Linked DNA regions of Rattus norvegicus: region 2 is linked to region 1. The links are chromatin contacts, called in public Hi-C maps. All regions are on one chromosome and are shown on one strand. The core of a region is the stretch at or near the end of the contact, and the rest is flanking DNA. Distances in the headings are between cores, read along the strand shown. Region 1 has its middle 67 kb from the start of Swap70. Region 2 overlaps LOC108349612 (a long non-coding RNA gene).

The links. Hi-C and Micro-C count contacts between places; a contact is called where the count stands out from the background.
Region 2: a contact with region 1 is called in a Hi-C map of the A7r5 cell line, with 8 times the contacts expected there. The contact joins two enhancer-like sites. A contact is called at or near these places in 3 of 12 Hi-C or Micro-C datasets (the A7r5 cell line, mammary epithelial cells and psoas muscle).

Annotation. Positions count from the first base shown.
Region 1 is chr1:173,765,797-173,773,328 of GRCr8, forward strand. No RefSeq gene overlaps it. Among named protein-coding and RNA genes, the nearest start is that of Swap70, 67 kb to the left of the region's middle. Within about 2 kb of position 3,420, at least 30 of the 93 cell types and tissues checked have an H3K27ac peak or open chromatin away from gene starts, as enhancers often do. A contact at or near this core is called in the A7r5 cell line, where this site is marked.
Region 2 is chr1:174,264,711-174,272,242 of GRCr8, forward strand. All of the region lies in intron 1 of LOC108349612 (a long non-coding RNA gene), which reads left to right. Among named protein-coding and RNA genes, the nearest start is that of Ampd3, 52 kb to the right of the region's middle. Within about 2 kb of position 4,816, at least 41 of the 93 cell types and tissues checked have an H3K27ac peak or open chromatin away from gene starts, as enhancers often do. A contact at or near this core is called in the A7r5 cell line, where this site is marked.

The DNA of each region.
Region 1 (7,532 bases), core at 2,170-4,669:
CACTTTTTCCCCTTTCGTTTTTGTAGCTGAGTCCAGTCAGTGTTGCCTTTTGGGATGCTGACTGGTCTTGTTGGTTTGATCATGTGCAGTTAATGGCTGCCGTGACTTCCTGAGCACAGTGGCTATGTCTGGTCAAGAACGCAGCATTCCGTAGTACAGCTCTACTCCTGACTTTGTTCTGCCTTGATGTTCCCTGAGCCATGGGATGGACTTGTTACGGATGCTCCAGTTAGGGCTGATCACTCCGCAGTCACGTGCTCTCAGCGCTCTGAGGAGTTGAGGCTCTGCATTAGCTGCTGCTTACGGCAGAGAAACATCTCTGGCTAATTGCTGGCACAGCTGCACTGAATTGAAAGGTGACATTCTCAGATGGCCACGGGCGCCACTCATCATAGTGTGCTGGAGTAGTTAATGGGCAACGTTCTTTTCTGCGACTAAGTCAAAACCCACCTGCAACCAAACTGAGCCCCCGACTCCCAAGGCTCTAAGGGGATTGCCTGGGGCTGCTGGTGACAATCTCAGCTCACCTTCCGCTAAAAGGGTTAGATTCAGGCTCTCTGCCCTCAGAAGACACTGCACAGATGATGTCCCAGCATGTCACCCCTGGAGCACCAGATGGCCATCTGCCCCTTAAAGGCTGGTGGGGACACTCCCCACACCCCATAATGCTGTCGGGGGAAGTCATGTGGAGGGGGACTTTCCATCTGAGCGAGGCAAGGCCATGTGACGGGGATTTCTGCCGACTGTCTGGCAGGTGTGTGTATTAAGTTACTCATGCAAGGCTTCTGGAGAATTGGGGAAATGTCTTAGATGCTTTTTGTGTCTCTACAGGCAGGTGTGCAACCTCTGAAGTGTCCAAGGAGGAATGAACCAAACGGTCTGAGAATGGGGCCCAGAAATACCTAGTTCTTGTCATCTCACAGTCTGCCTTAGCCCTAAGTAAGGGGTGCTCAAGGGGATCTCTAGGGGCTGGGACTGCCCAGCGGGTTCCCATGGATTCACATCTCTGCCCTGCACCTGTGACTTCTTGGGTGGCCACTGACGTTTTATGCTCTGGTCAGAGATGTTCTGTCTTTGGGGTTGACCAACTCCTGCTGCCCCGACATTGTTTCAGCAGCTGTGTCCCAAGCCCCTCAGAACCAAGCTGAGAAGCTCCCACAGGTGAGCCACAGGCGTTTCCAACTTACCGTATAAATGCCCCGCCCACAAACATGACCCGGATGTTAGCAGGCCCCGTCTGAGCCTGAGTAGACCCCGCAGTGGGGTCAAACCTTAGCTCTGACTGTGGGAACTGAATCTACTCCATCCTGCCCCGACATTGGAGACTCATCTCCTTTCTAAGGAAAGCCAATCCTAGCGTCTAGTCTCCATTTCTCCCAGGAATCGTCATGAAAACAGATACTAAGTGGAAAACACCCCTCATGCCTTTGAGGAGACTTCCCAGACTCCTTTGATGGGCAGGCTCATTTGAACTCTTTCTCCTAACAAACAATACTCTAGCCTTTTGCTATCCCAAGGTGATGTGATACTCCGTGTGGGGAACGGAAAAGCAGGTATGAAGTCACCTTTTGGGACAGTCGCCAGGATTCAGAAGGGAGAGCTGTTGGATCTGGGACCTCGCTGCTGCGCTTGTGCTTCTGGCCGGTCGGCCGCCAGGTGGCAGCCGTGCACCGCGTCCGCGGGTTAAGACCAGGATCCTGTCAGTGGGGACAGCCCCAACTCTGAGCACTGCCGGGAGCCACCCCACCCAATTTCGCCACCCCATTCCGTTGACATGATTTACCTATTTTAGAGATGTGAAAAGTCGGGCTTAGGGAGGCAGGCAGTCCGTCCCAAGGAGTCACAGGCTCTGGGGACCAGAAAGCCCAAATGAGGGGTCCTTTATGCCAGAGGATCCCCACCACTTCTACGATGCAGGCAGGCCTAATGCCTGGGGTGGCAGTTCTATGGCCTCTCTGTCCCTGAGGCTCTTCCCACTTTCCCTTGGGATCTGAGGAGACCCTGAATTGCATCCTTGGTCCAGTGTGGTCACCACAGCTTTCTGTCTAACCGTCTTTTACAATGCCTTCTGGGAGCAAGCCAGCAAGCTTGGAGTTTTGGCTGGAGGCGCCTTGGAGATGGGGGAGGGTGGAGGGTGGAGAGTCAGCAGCCGGTGAGAAGGGGCCTGTTTCCTGACTCCCTGACCCGGGCTGTCTCTGTGGAGGCCCCAAACCCAGGGAGGTCATCTAGGGCGAAATTCCAGCTTGAGCCCCCTGAGCAATGACTTCAGTTTTCTTGATAAGGCTGAAAAAGGGACACTGAGTGTCCACCCCACACCCCCTCTCTGTCAGCACCTCCGCTCCAGTGAGGCCTCTGTGGTAGACAGCCTGCCGGGGAGAAGAGACAAAGATAGACTGGGGACAGATAAGGACAGAGACAGCCAGGGACAGATGGAGCCTAGAGGTGAAGATGGGGCAGCAGTCTGTGGGGAAGCCCAGAGGTCAGCACCAGACCCCCTGTCTCCGCTTGCTCAAAGCTGGTTGATTGTCGGGGCCTGCAACAGAGAGACTTGGTGGGTACAGCAGGAACATTGATTGTGCCGCCAGCTTGAAGGACACAGCTCTGATGCCTGGGCCTGGGTCTCTGTGTGTGACTCTTGAGGCTGGTGCTCTGGTGTGACGATGGGGCCAGTGGAGCGAGCGTTACCTCTGAGGTTCCAGGAAGCATCAGCAAAGAAAGAGGTTGAGGGCATTAAGAGCTGGGCCGAGGTAGGGATCCATGGCCACCGCTGTTGGATAAGAACTGCTACTGCTTTCTGGTCTTCCAAGGTCACCTGGCCTCACAGTACTCCAGGCACACTCTGGGAGAGAATGTTTGCACCCAACACTGTCTATTTGGCTTGGCAAGTTGGTGGAAGCTGAGAAGACACAGCTGGCCTGTGCGCTCCTGGGTCACCATGTGCAGTTGAGTCACAGCCCCTGGGGAACAGGAGCCTGTGCTCAGGGCTGTGCCCACAGACACAGCCACACAGGTATCCAGATGCCTTGTGCAGCTGAGTCACTGTCACTCCTCGGGGAGCACGTGCTGGCTCGCATGTGTACACAGGTACACAGAGACAGGGTGCACCTGACTGTGAGTCACTGGTGCCAGCCAGCTCTGGAGTCTGTTCTGCCATCCCTGTTTAAAAGCAAACGCCCACAAGCCTACACATAGATGTAGGCTTAAAGTACAGCTCAACCTACCCGCTTCTTTGTACTGGGGTGGGGGGGTGCCAAAGACACTTGGATGAACAGGTGAGCAGAATGAATGGGCAGACAAATGAAGAGACGGGTGACCACCCCCTGCTTGGTAAAATTGGTCAGGGCAGCTCCTCAGGGTGGGTCCAGAGCTCTGTGTCTGCACGGAGTCGTCTTGCTCCAAATATAGCCTTCATGGGTGGGCAGGGAGCCAGGGATGCTTCCCAGGCAGTGACTTCACTGGGCCCAAGGCCCAGCCTCTGTGGACTTGGAGAAAATGAACAGAGGCCCAGCTTCCCACAGCCAGGCTTGACCTGCGGGGCTGGAGCTGTCCGTGCCACCGCTTGGCACCTGGGACTGTGGGACAGGGCTGATGCAGATGGGTACAGAGAGCTTCTGGGCTGGCGCTCCTTGGGGAAGGGGGGGTGGGGGAGCTGCCTGCTGATTGCATAACCCAGACCCCCTGCTGGGCTGCCCATCATCTGGCAGGGACAACCCTCTGGCCTGGGCTTGCTCCCAGGGACACGCCTTTGTTTCTGGAATCTTTCTTTTTTTATTATTTCTTTTATTTTTGAGATTATAATGTAATTACATCATTTCCCCCCTTCTCTTTCCTCCCTGCAAACACTCCCAAATAAACCCCATGCTCTCTTTCAATTCCTGGCTTCCTTTTTTCCCCATTAATTGTGGTTACATGTGTGTGTGTGTGTGTGTGAGTGTGTGTGTATGTGTATGTGAGTGTGTGGGTGCATTTGTGTGTATGGGTGTGTGTGAGTGTGTGTGTATGTGTATGTGAGTGTGTGGGTGCATGTGTGTGTATGGGTGTGTGTGAGTGTGTGTGTGAGAGTGTGTGTATATATTTGTGTGTGAGTGTGTGTGTGTATGAGTGTGTGTGTGTGTGTGTGCTTATTTTCCTGGATATACCCTGCTCAGTCTGTATGTTACTTGTATGTTTGTTTTCAGGCCTGACCATTTGGCATTAGAAAATCATTTGGTGTGCTTTTCCTTGAGAAAGACTTTTAGCGTTCCTTAGTTGCCTGTAGTTCTTTATGGAGGGTTGGGGCCTTGTGGGCCCCCCTGTCCACTTTGACATGTCTATGGTTGGTGTTCTCACTAGCTTACATTTAGGTAGCCATGTTTGTGAGACTTCATGGGTGTAGCATCTGACATGACTAGGAGACAGGACTCACAGCAAACTGATCCTCTAGCTCCTGCAATCTTTGTTCCCTGAGTCTTGGGTGTGGCACGTTTGGAAGATGCACCCACTGGGACTGGGTAGGATCCTCTTTTCTTGACGCCCCCCACCCACTCCAATGCCTTGATTCAACTGGGCAGTTGCAGTTTACCCGAGTTGGCCTTCCTGCCTTTAGACCTTGTCCCTCTGCTCTGCCCTGCCCACAGCTGTCGGGCACTTTTCTAAAATAAAGATCTGACTCAGCCTTTTCTGTTGGAAAGGGTCCCTGTGGCTCCCAGTGGTGAGCAGCAGGTTAGACGCCTCCCCTGGTGCTCAAACCATCTTTCCTGGGTCCACCCTACCTGGGTGTTTCGAAAGGCTGTGACACGGACAATGTGCTGGCTAACTTTATGTCAACCTGACACTGGCTAGTCATCAGAGAGGAGGGAGCCTCAGCTGAGAAAAATGTCTTCATAAGATCAGCTGTAGGCTAGTCTGAGGGGCATTTTCTTAATTAGCGATTGATGGAAGAGGGGCCCAGCCCATTGTGGGTGGTTCTATCCCTGGGTTTATGGTCCTAGGTTCCAAGAAAGCAGGCTGAGTAAGCCATGGGGAACAAGCAAGTAGGCAGCACCCCTCCATGGCCTCTGCATCAGCTCCTGCCTCCAGGTTCCTGCCCTGTTTCTGCCTTCAGTAAGGGGCTGTGCTATGGGACTGTGGGGCTATGGTCATGATGTCTCATCATAGCAACAGTAATCCTAATTCAGACAGAAATTGGTACCAGGATTGCGGAGTATTACTGTAATAGGCTGACTATGTTATTTTTAAGAAGATTGTGGAAGGACTTTGGACCTTTGGGTTAGAAAAGCCATGGAATGTTCAAAGCTCGGTGAGCTATCCTGTGGGAGCTTGGGAGATAAGAACGGAGAGAGAAATGTAAGTAAGAGAGGCCTGACTTGTGAATGAAGTTCTGGAGGGAAGTTTGGGAATCCCTTATGTTGGGGTCAGAGCATATTTTCAAATGAGAATCTGTGGTTCTGGTCAGCTGGGGTTAAAGAATAGGCTATGATTAACAAGAGGCCAGAACCACTGGGGTAAAACCTTTGCTTTGCTGGACAATTGATGCTGGTTAGCTGGAGCTGAGAAGTTAGCGGTGATTAAGAAGAGACCAGCATTGTGAGGTGGAATCTTCTGGGAAGTGTTTCCACAGAGGTTGTGTTTCAGCAGTGACCAAGATGGTTCCACTTCGGTCTCCCAGGTGGCACTGGTTTTGAAGGCATCTAGGGGTCATGGGGAACAGCTAAAGCTTGGCACAGTGAGAGGCCAGGGGAGGCCATAGGTTGAAATCCCAACACTGAAGGGGTCATGGAGGGAAACTGAGGCATGAGTGGAGTTCAGGAGTGGTTATTGGTAGAAATGCAGCCCTGTGGCAGCAGAAGATGCAGCATGTTGGAGATGGCAGTACTGTGGGATGACCATTAAGGACAGCTGTGGCGTGGCGTGGAATGGCGCTAGCAGGGGTAGAGCCGTGCGTGCTGCAGAGGGCGGAGCCGGAGAAATTAGCCTAGTTCTCAGGAGGAGTGGATTGCAGAGTATGGACCCTGGGTTATTTTCACTGTTGGAATTTAGTTTTGCCTTTTAAAAGACTTTGTGCCCTGGTTTTTCCCTCTTGAAGTAATGAAGTATTTAACTTTTTTTTGGTTTTATAGGGGCCCACAGTTGAGAGACTTTTAAACTTTTAAGGTGTTTGAATTTATAGAGATGGTGTGACTTTAAAGTCATTTATGTTTTATATTGAAATATTAACATGCTATCCTGGGGACAATTGAGGCAGGAAAGGTTCTAATTGAAAAGTGTCACATTTGTGTGTCAGGTTGACAAGAGGGTCAGTTGTGCTAGCTATTTTTATGTCAACTTGACACAAGCTAGCTAGAGTCATCTTAGAGGAAGGACCCTCAATTGAGGAAATGACTCCCTAAGATCAGGTTTTGGTAAACCTGTAAGGCATTTTCTTAATTAGTGATCGATGGGGAGGGCCCAGCCCTCTTTCCTTTCTTCTTTCCTTTCTCCTTCCTTCCCTTCCCTTTCTTTCCTTCCTTCCTTCCTTTTTTCCTTCCTTTTCTTTCATTCTTTCCTTTCTTCCTTCCCTTTCTTTCTTTCCTTTATTCTTTCCCTTTCTTCCTTCCCTTTCTTTCCTTTCTTCCTTCCTTCCTCCTTTCTCTCTCTCTCTTTCTTTCTTTCTTTCTTTCTTTCCTTCTTTCTTTCTTTCTTTCCTTTCTTCCTTCCTTCCCTTCCCTTCCTCCCCTCTCTCTCTCTTTCTTTCTTCTCCTCCATTTCCTCTTCCTCTTTTATTTTTTTTTATTTTGAGACAGGGTTTCTCTGTGTGGTCCTGGCTGTCCTGGAACTTGATCTGTAGACCAGGCTGGCCTCAAACTCAGGGATCCTCCTGCCTCTGCTTCTCATGTGCTGGGAAGAAAGACCCAAAAAAACCCCGCCCCCAATCCCACAAGAAGCAGGTTTCTTAAAGGAGCCAGACAGTGAACTGGTATGGTCGATGCTGTGGAGAAAGGTGGGCAAGGGTACTGAAGAGGGTGGGGTTGATGCTGTGTGGGGTGCTGGGGGTGTCTCCGACAAACCTTGTTTAAACAGACATCTGAAGACACCTGGGAGAAGAATGTTCTAGGAAGAGGGAGTGGCACCTGTAATTGCTTTGTGGTGGGGACTCCTTTAAGGAACACAGAGGCCAGTGCAGCTAATGGAGTGAGAGCTGGGTCACAGGGCCAGAGAAGCCGGATCATGAAGCTGTCCAAAGGATGCCTGCTGCTGCCGGTCCAGTCCGAGCCGGGTGTTGCCAGGTTCTTAGTCAAGGAATTGAAATAAAAGCCCCCACACATTTATAAAAGTAGCAAGAAAATGTCCTTCACAGGGGAGCTAGGAACGGACAGCCAGGGCGCAGCTGCCTTGAGAGGGAAGGTACTCCAGGGGCCCAGGTGTTGTTGGGGCTCCTTTTATGGGGTTCAAGGGAAGGCGTTGTTTGGTCACTAAGAAGTTTAATGAGGGTGGTTCTTTTCTTTTTCTTTTTCTTTTTTTTTTTTTATGACAGGTCACGTAATTTTTCTACTGCATAAGTTCTCTCCCACAAT
Region 2 (7,532 bases), core at 3,566-6,065, 500 kb after region 1:
TAGGAGGTCCAACAGTGAACACCATTTGTCCTAGTTTGTCTTCTGTTGCTGTGAGAAGCCCTATGACCAAAAATAACTTGGGGAAAAAAGTATTTTTCTTTTTACATTGTACAGTCCGTCATTAAGGGAAGCCAAGGAAGGATTCTCGAGGCAGGAACTGAGGCAGAAGCCAAGGAAGATCCCTGCTTACTGGCTCGCTTCCACACTTATATTCTGTTACCTTTCTTATCCGATCTAAGACTACATACCTAGGAGTAGCACTGCCCATAGTGGGCTAGGCTGTCCTTCACAAATTAGCAATCAAGAAAATGCCCCATAGACATAGCATCTGGTGGAGACAGCTCCATGACTAAGGTTCCCTCTTCCCAGGTGTCTCTAGTTTGAGTCGGTTGACAAAAACTGTCCAGCATACCAATCTAGGAGGGTGTTCATCTGTCCCAGATGCTTCTCCACTATAGTGTTTCTGTTCTTCTCAGTATGGATCAAAGACCACCCATTCCACCTGCCTTTTCACCAGTCTCTTCTTCCTTTTCCAGAGGAGGAGGTTTTCTAACAAAGGAGGTATATCAGAAGAGAACAGTTTATGGGATTTTTACTTGGTACTAGATGATTATGCAGCTCCATGTGGGTAGACAATATGCTGACACACCTTCATTTAACACAGACTTGGGGTTCCATGTTTGACAGTCAGACTTGGACAAGTGATGACTGAGGTTTGACCATCAGGAATGGATACTGTCTAGGGGAACACACACACTGCTTCCATCAGTTGTGTGTCCATCCACATGGCAAGGTCTTCCTGTTGGGAGAGATCAGCCTGGCCCTTGTGATAAAACACCATGACCAACAATAACTTGAGAAGGAAAGAATGTATTTCAATTTACAGTTCGTAGCCCATCATGAAGGAATGTCAGCGCAGAAACTTAAGGCAGGAACTTGATGGCAGGAACTGAAACAGAGAACATGGAGTAACAAAACCTAACAGCTTGCTCCTCCAGATTTGCTTAGTTTGCTTCTTATACACCCCAGTGCCCAAGTATGACTCTGCTCAAAGTGAGCTTGGCCCTTCCACATCAGTCCTCAATCCAGGAAATGCTTCACAGGCCAGTCTGATGGCGTCATTTTCTCAATTGAAGTTCTCTCTTCTCAGATGATTCTAGCTGGTGTTGACAAAAATTCCAAACCAACATAATCTTCTAGAATCTTCTCCCAGTCTTCTTACTACTGCAGCCTTTACATCTATCTTGAAGAGGGATCAATATTCTCCATGGTCCTGGAACTTCATGCACACAGACTGAATTTCTGGAACCATTCCCCATTCTCTCTGAAAATCCAAATTTGGATTCCACTGGCTCAGTAGTTGGGCCAGCATGCTGCAGCTCCTTTATAGCCACCATGGCATTCACATTTGTCACAAACCACATTCTTTTGCAAAGTCAATCTTGTTGCATCCTTGCATTGTTATTGAAGTTTACACACAACATGTTTACCTCTCTTTTCTCTTTGCATCCTCCCTTCATTTCCTCCAGAAAAAATCCAAAATGTCCTCAAGGGACTCCTTAGTGCCACCGTCTCTCCCTCTAAATTACCTGTCTGCCTTTTTTGTTACACAACATTGGTATCCTTAATTCTTCCGTGATAGTGTTAGGTTTGATTCCCCAACCCCATAGGGACTCATTTCTTTCACTATGTTCTACAGCTTTCCAGTGGGCTAGGCATGCTAAGTGAATATAGTAGCAGCTTAGGCAGCCGCCATCCTTGGCCTCTTACTGACTGTTCTAGAAGGTTCCATGTGAGCTCATTCTAATAACATTTGGCACAGGCTGACTTGCCTGCTCCATTGTGTCAAGCTGTCATTGTGTTGATCTGTGCCCAACAGTCAGCTGCCTCTTTCATTTGTGTTCCTTTGGTTGGTTGTATGAGTCACTGGGAATCCATAGATAGCAAGTCTTCTCTTCTGGAATTTGTCCCTGATGTTCTAGGGAAGGCTGCTGATATTGCAAAACCAAGTTCTGTCATGTAAACACGTCCCAGAGTATTGTGGGTCATCCTTCCTTCATCAACTCATCAGCCTGTGACCCAGCCAGAGTCCAAGAGCTCTGCCCCCTGTGAAGAGCGAGGGAAGCGGCGGCATTCCTCAGCCATTTGGTTTTCATTTCCATCTCATCATCCAGGAAGGTATTTCCTGAGTGTACTCATGGGTGAGTTTTCTCATTCAGGGGCTGAAATGACATGGTCCACATTTCTGATGGTTATGAGCCACCATGTGGTTGCTGGGGTTTGAACTCAGGACCTCTGGAAGAGCAGCCAGTGCTCTTAACCACTGAGCCATCTCTCCAGCCGGTCCACATTTCTGAAATGGGTCTCCAAGGTTCCTTTAGGTACAGAGTCTATTCTAACAACTCCTCATTTCTTAGACATGGTTTCCACCACTTTATGCTCAAAGCTAAAGTTATCCCATCCAGCCATCATTCATCCATCCACTCATCATCTATGCATTACCTATACATCACTATCTATCCATCTAGGCAACCAGCATTCATCCATCCATCCATCCATCCATCCATCCATCCACCTGTCCATCCACCCACCCATCCATCCATCCGTCCATCCATCCGTCCATCCATCCATCCATCCATCCATCCATCCATCCATCCAGGAAGATTCTCTGCCAAGATTTGAGCTAGACAGTAGGAACATGGTGTGAGAAATGGTCTCTTCCCTCAAGGAATCTTGTTCTCTCTACCAAGCCCCAGTTCTGTCTCTCAGGACTCTCTGAAGTGCCTCCTTCCAATCTATGCTCATGAGAATCAAAAGCAGGGAAGACTGACAGGAAACATACAAGCATATCATTATTGTTAAAATATGCCTAACTCAAGTTGGCTAAATGCTCTGTAGGAAATAAAGGGGAGACCAAAAGGGAGCAAAAGGTTAGTAGGAAGGACCTACTTTGGATGGGTGTCAGCATAAACTCTTTTGGAGATGACCCTGAAGTTGAGATCTGAGGACTTGGTTAGAGGATCAACAACATACACAATCACACAGAAGGTAAAAAAAAATGTTAAGGCCAGATGTGATACACACCTATAATCCTAGTGCTTAGATGGTTGAGGCAAGAGGCTCAGGAGTTCAAAGTCATCCTTGCCTGTATTATATTTGTGACCAGCCTGACCTATATAGTGAAACACCCTCTTTAAAAAAGCCAAGGCTCTGAGGGAATAAAGAAAATATGTTACAGAAAGACCAGTTGAAGAACAGTCCAGAAAGAGTTGAATGAAGTGGGGTGACATTTGAATGCAGGAGACACAGCTGAAGAAAAAAGCTATGGGAAGACAAGTACTGGCCAGGAAGTTTCCATAAAGGTCTATCAGGAAGTGGATGGTGGCTTGGTCTCATCTCACAGGAAGTCCAGTTCAGTGAGCGAGGAGCCTTCATGCCTGACTCCCAGGTTGCTCGAACCTGAAGTCATTCGATGGAGGCAGAGTGGCGCCAAGCATCCAGAGATCAGCCTTGGTTGGTGTCTCTCAGAGAAAGCATCCGAGCAGCTCTAGCAGATGGGAGCATTGGGGAACATTGAAGTTGGGAGATGTGTTCACTGAGAAGAGGCAGAGCGGGAAGAGTCTTCTCATCCCATCCCCATAAACTGAACCCTAGCATCCAGGTCCTGCAAAACTTCCAGAGTACAGGGCTCAGGGTTTTGGGTTCTCTGTCATTCTCCTTTGAGGGTCCCTGCAGGCTCAGGGCTGCTCGCAAGTGATGAGTCTGCTAGGGCAGGGGAATTTTCCCTTCTCTAGGGGACTGGCTTTTCCAAGGATTGTTCTAAATTCCACTGGTGAGTCTTTGCTCTGTCCTGGAAACAGCTCCTCTTTATGTAAGCCCTCTCAGAAAGTGACGAATCCTGGAAGAATGCTTCAGTGTTCAGATGTAGCCCAGGCAGAGGGCACTGATTGCTGACGGCTTAGAAGCAGGAACAGAGGATGTGCCACGGGCAGAGCTGGAAAATGGATGCAGGTGGCCTCTGAGTCATCAGCTCTAGTTGGGGGGGAGGGGCACTCATCCTCCCCATGTTCCAGACAGAAAGGGGACATTGGAAAAGGAAGGGGCACGTCACTTCTGAGGGGTAGGAGAACACAGCGTGCCTCTCTGGCTTCCAGGTCAGGGGTGATTTCTTGCTGAGAGCTCTGAATTTGCTTCAGGGCTGAGCTCAGAGGACCTGGGTTCTTGATGCCCCCATTCTTGGCTTTAAAGGACACACCAGGGAGGGGAAGAGTTGTTTATGACTAGCCAATTGTTTCTGCTTACTAAACACAGAGATTCCCAAGCAACTTCTTCAGGGAGAAAGTCTCCACCTCCCCATTGTGGGTAATCCTAATATTTAAACAAGATCTCTCTTTCTTCTCCCCACCAGTGGAATCAGTGGTGGATAAGGGACAATAGTGTTGACAACAGCTATGGAATGTTGTTGGAGGGATAGAAAGATGGTAAGATGTGGAAACTCACTAAGAGTTTGGGTACTAGCCTGGGTTACAAAGTGTAACTGTTGTAAAAACCAAATACCAACCAACCAAACAAACAAACAAATAAAGCCAAAAATAGTACAAACATCAACTTTCAGAGATGGTTCTTGGTGGCTTTCTCCCTCATTGACCTTTCTCCTGTCCTCAACTACTTCACCTTAGTGTTAAATCCAGTTCTACCTCTAGGGATGAGGCAAGACAAAAGAGGCAGGAAGTTTAGTCATTGGCTTCTCTGGGTATATTGCAGCTCAGGAATGATGGGCCCTAAATCACTGTCTACAGAGCCCCACCACTTCCCTTTCTCCGCTCTGTCTGTTGAGGACTCGGGTCCTCACATTCTGAGCTACCTCCTCTTTAGAGTCTTGCAGAGTTAGGGCGCCTCTTCTGGACCAACATTTAGTGACCGCCTAATTCTTCAGTTCGTGCTTAGCCTACCTCTGCTACTTCTCTGCTCTCCCTTCTTAGTTTGCCCTGCCTCCGCTGGCTCCTTGCTGCTCTCCCAGTGTACCACCTTGGGAGCTCTACCTTTGCTGGCTCCTCTCTGGAGCTGCTTTCCTCACTCAGGGCTTCCTGGCCTACCTCCTACCTCCTTTCAAATGCCACTTTAACAGTAGCCTCTGTGCACCTTACACCAGCCAGACCCTCTTCACCTGCCTCTCTTGGTCCACTCTCCTTGCTGGGCTCAGTTTCTCTCCAGAGCCTTCTCTCAACATAGAAGACATTAGATCTCAATATGCAAGTTGCCTGTCTCTCCTAGAGTGCAATTGTCTCCTTTGTTGCTGCATTCCCAGCACCTAGAAGAAAGCTTGTTCCATGCACACAGTCAGTAAATATTTGTTAAATGAGCAAGTGAGTCACTGTGTGTGATGGAAATCGAGGTCTTGGTGACTATTTCGTTCTGATATGTAATCTTCGATGTGAATGCTTGTCGTCTGTGTCAACATTTTATTTTAATCAAATCCATTTTCTGGTAGCTTTCTCTCATGGCTGCAAGAGACTCCCTCAGCACTGGGCATGAGCCAGGCTGTTCCTGGAAGGATCACAAGGAGCAAATGCTCAACCTGGTACCCAGGGCCCTTGATGTCCTCAAAGTACTTGGTGCCACTGAGGGAAGCTAAGGTTGCACCCTTGTCTATGAATGAAGTAGAAGGAGAGAGTGTATTAATCAGGTTATCCAGAGGGATAGAATTCTGTGCGCGCCTGTGTGTGTGTGTGTGTGTGTGTGTGTGTGTGTGTGTGTGTGTGTGTGTGTGTGTCTGTGTCTGTGTGTGTCTGTGTGTGTGTGTGTGGAGAGAGAGAGAGAGAGAGAGAGAGAGAGAGAGAGAGAGAGAGAGAGAGAGAGAGATCTGAGTAATGTAGAATGCTTATATATACATCTCCTAGGGATTTTCACCAGGAGAGGTTTGTTCCAGAGAGTTGACACATGTCATTGTAGAAGCTGACACGTCTGTAGTTCTTGTTTCAAGGCAGACTGGCAGGGCAGAGATAGAGGCAGTCTCTGTGTTGTAGTCTCAAGGCCAAACTCCTGCTCTAAAACACAGTCTTTGCTCTTAGAGACTTAGGCTCATCAGATAAAGCCTACCACCCGATGGCATGTGATCTGCTTTATTCAAAAGTCTGCTAGTTTAAAGGGTTATTTATTTATGTTATGGGCACGGGCATTTTGCCTGTATGTACATATGTGGACCATGCGAGTTCCTAGTACCAGAGGGCATCAGGATATGGCATTAGGTCCCCTAGAATTGGAGTTACAGGCTTGTATGAGCTGCCACGTGGATGCTAGGAACTGAGCCTAGGTCCTCTGAAGAATCAGCTAGTGTTCATAACTGCTGAGCCGTCTCCCCGAACCTGAGTCTACGGATTTAAATACTAATCTACCTCTACAGCAGTATCCAGGCTGGCATCTGAGCCTGCTGGGCTCCATTCCCTAGCTTACAGAAGTAGCGGCCCTGGGGACCCAGTGTGGCGGCAGTGCAAGAGCGAGCAGTGCAGAGCGAGCAGTGCAGAGCGAGCAGTGGCCTGGCAGCTGCTGTGTGTTACAGTTAGGAGTTGCTGCTAAGGTTCTTCTGGGGCAGTGAGATCAGTGTTCAAGAGGGTCTAGGAAGGGATGGAGAACTCCTATGTGGTTCTGGCTTAACCCCTAGTGTGGCCCCATTCAACAACTTTCGGCTCACTTCCTTTAGAGTGGAAGTCATTACCCATAGGGAATGGAAGTCAGGGAAGCCAGAGGGTGCCTGGCAGCTCAAGGGCTGCTGAGCACAGAGGACTGGGGACAGCTAGGACCTGAAGGTCACCCAGAGCTCAAGGGTAGGCTAAGTGGAAACAGGGATGTGGGAGGGTGGCCTGGAGGCTGCACTCATTAAGAGAGTGGCTTGCAGCTGGTTCCTCTTGGTGACCTCGTCCCAGGCCCACACACACTGGGGTTGCCCTGCAGGCTCCCCACCTTCCATGACTTCCTAAAGAGAACACTTCCTTCCTGCTGTCCTCTGCTCCTGGTCTAGTTTCCTCAAGGTACTTTCTAAGCTATATTGAGGGTGCTGATGTCGGCCCCACCGTCTCCAAGAGACTATGATTTCTTAGGGGCAGCTTTGCCCTTCTATCAACCTTGGGTCTCCTGGGCCCTTGTATCTCTATTTATATCTAATATATACATGTATGTATGTATATATATATATTATCAATCACCTCACAGTTTACATATTCATTAACTAATTAACATATCCACAATCTCCAGTCTCTCTTTCTCCTCCTTCCAATTTTAGGTTAATACTTAACTCCCACTCTCTCAACAAATTTACAGTGTAACATGCTCTATGCTGGATTTCTCTATTTGTCCCATAAAGCCACAACTCTATGCCCTTTGACCCTCCCACTGTTGTCGCTCACTATTCTCCTGCTGCTATATGTTGACTGATTACATTTGTTTGTTTATTCAGAATGTGTGTGTACACCACAGTGAGTATATGGATGTCAGAGGACAACTTTTGGGATCCGTCTCCTCCTTCTACCATCTAG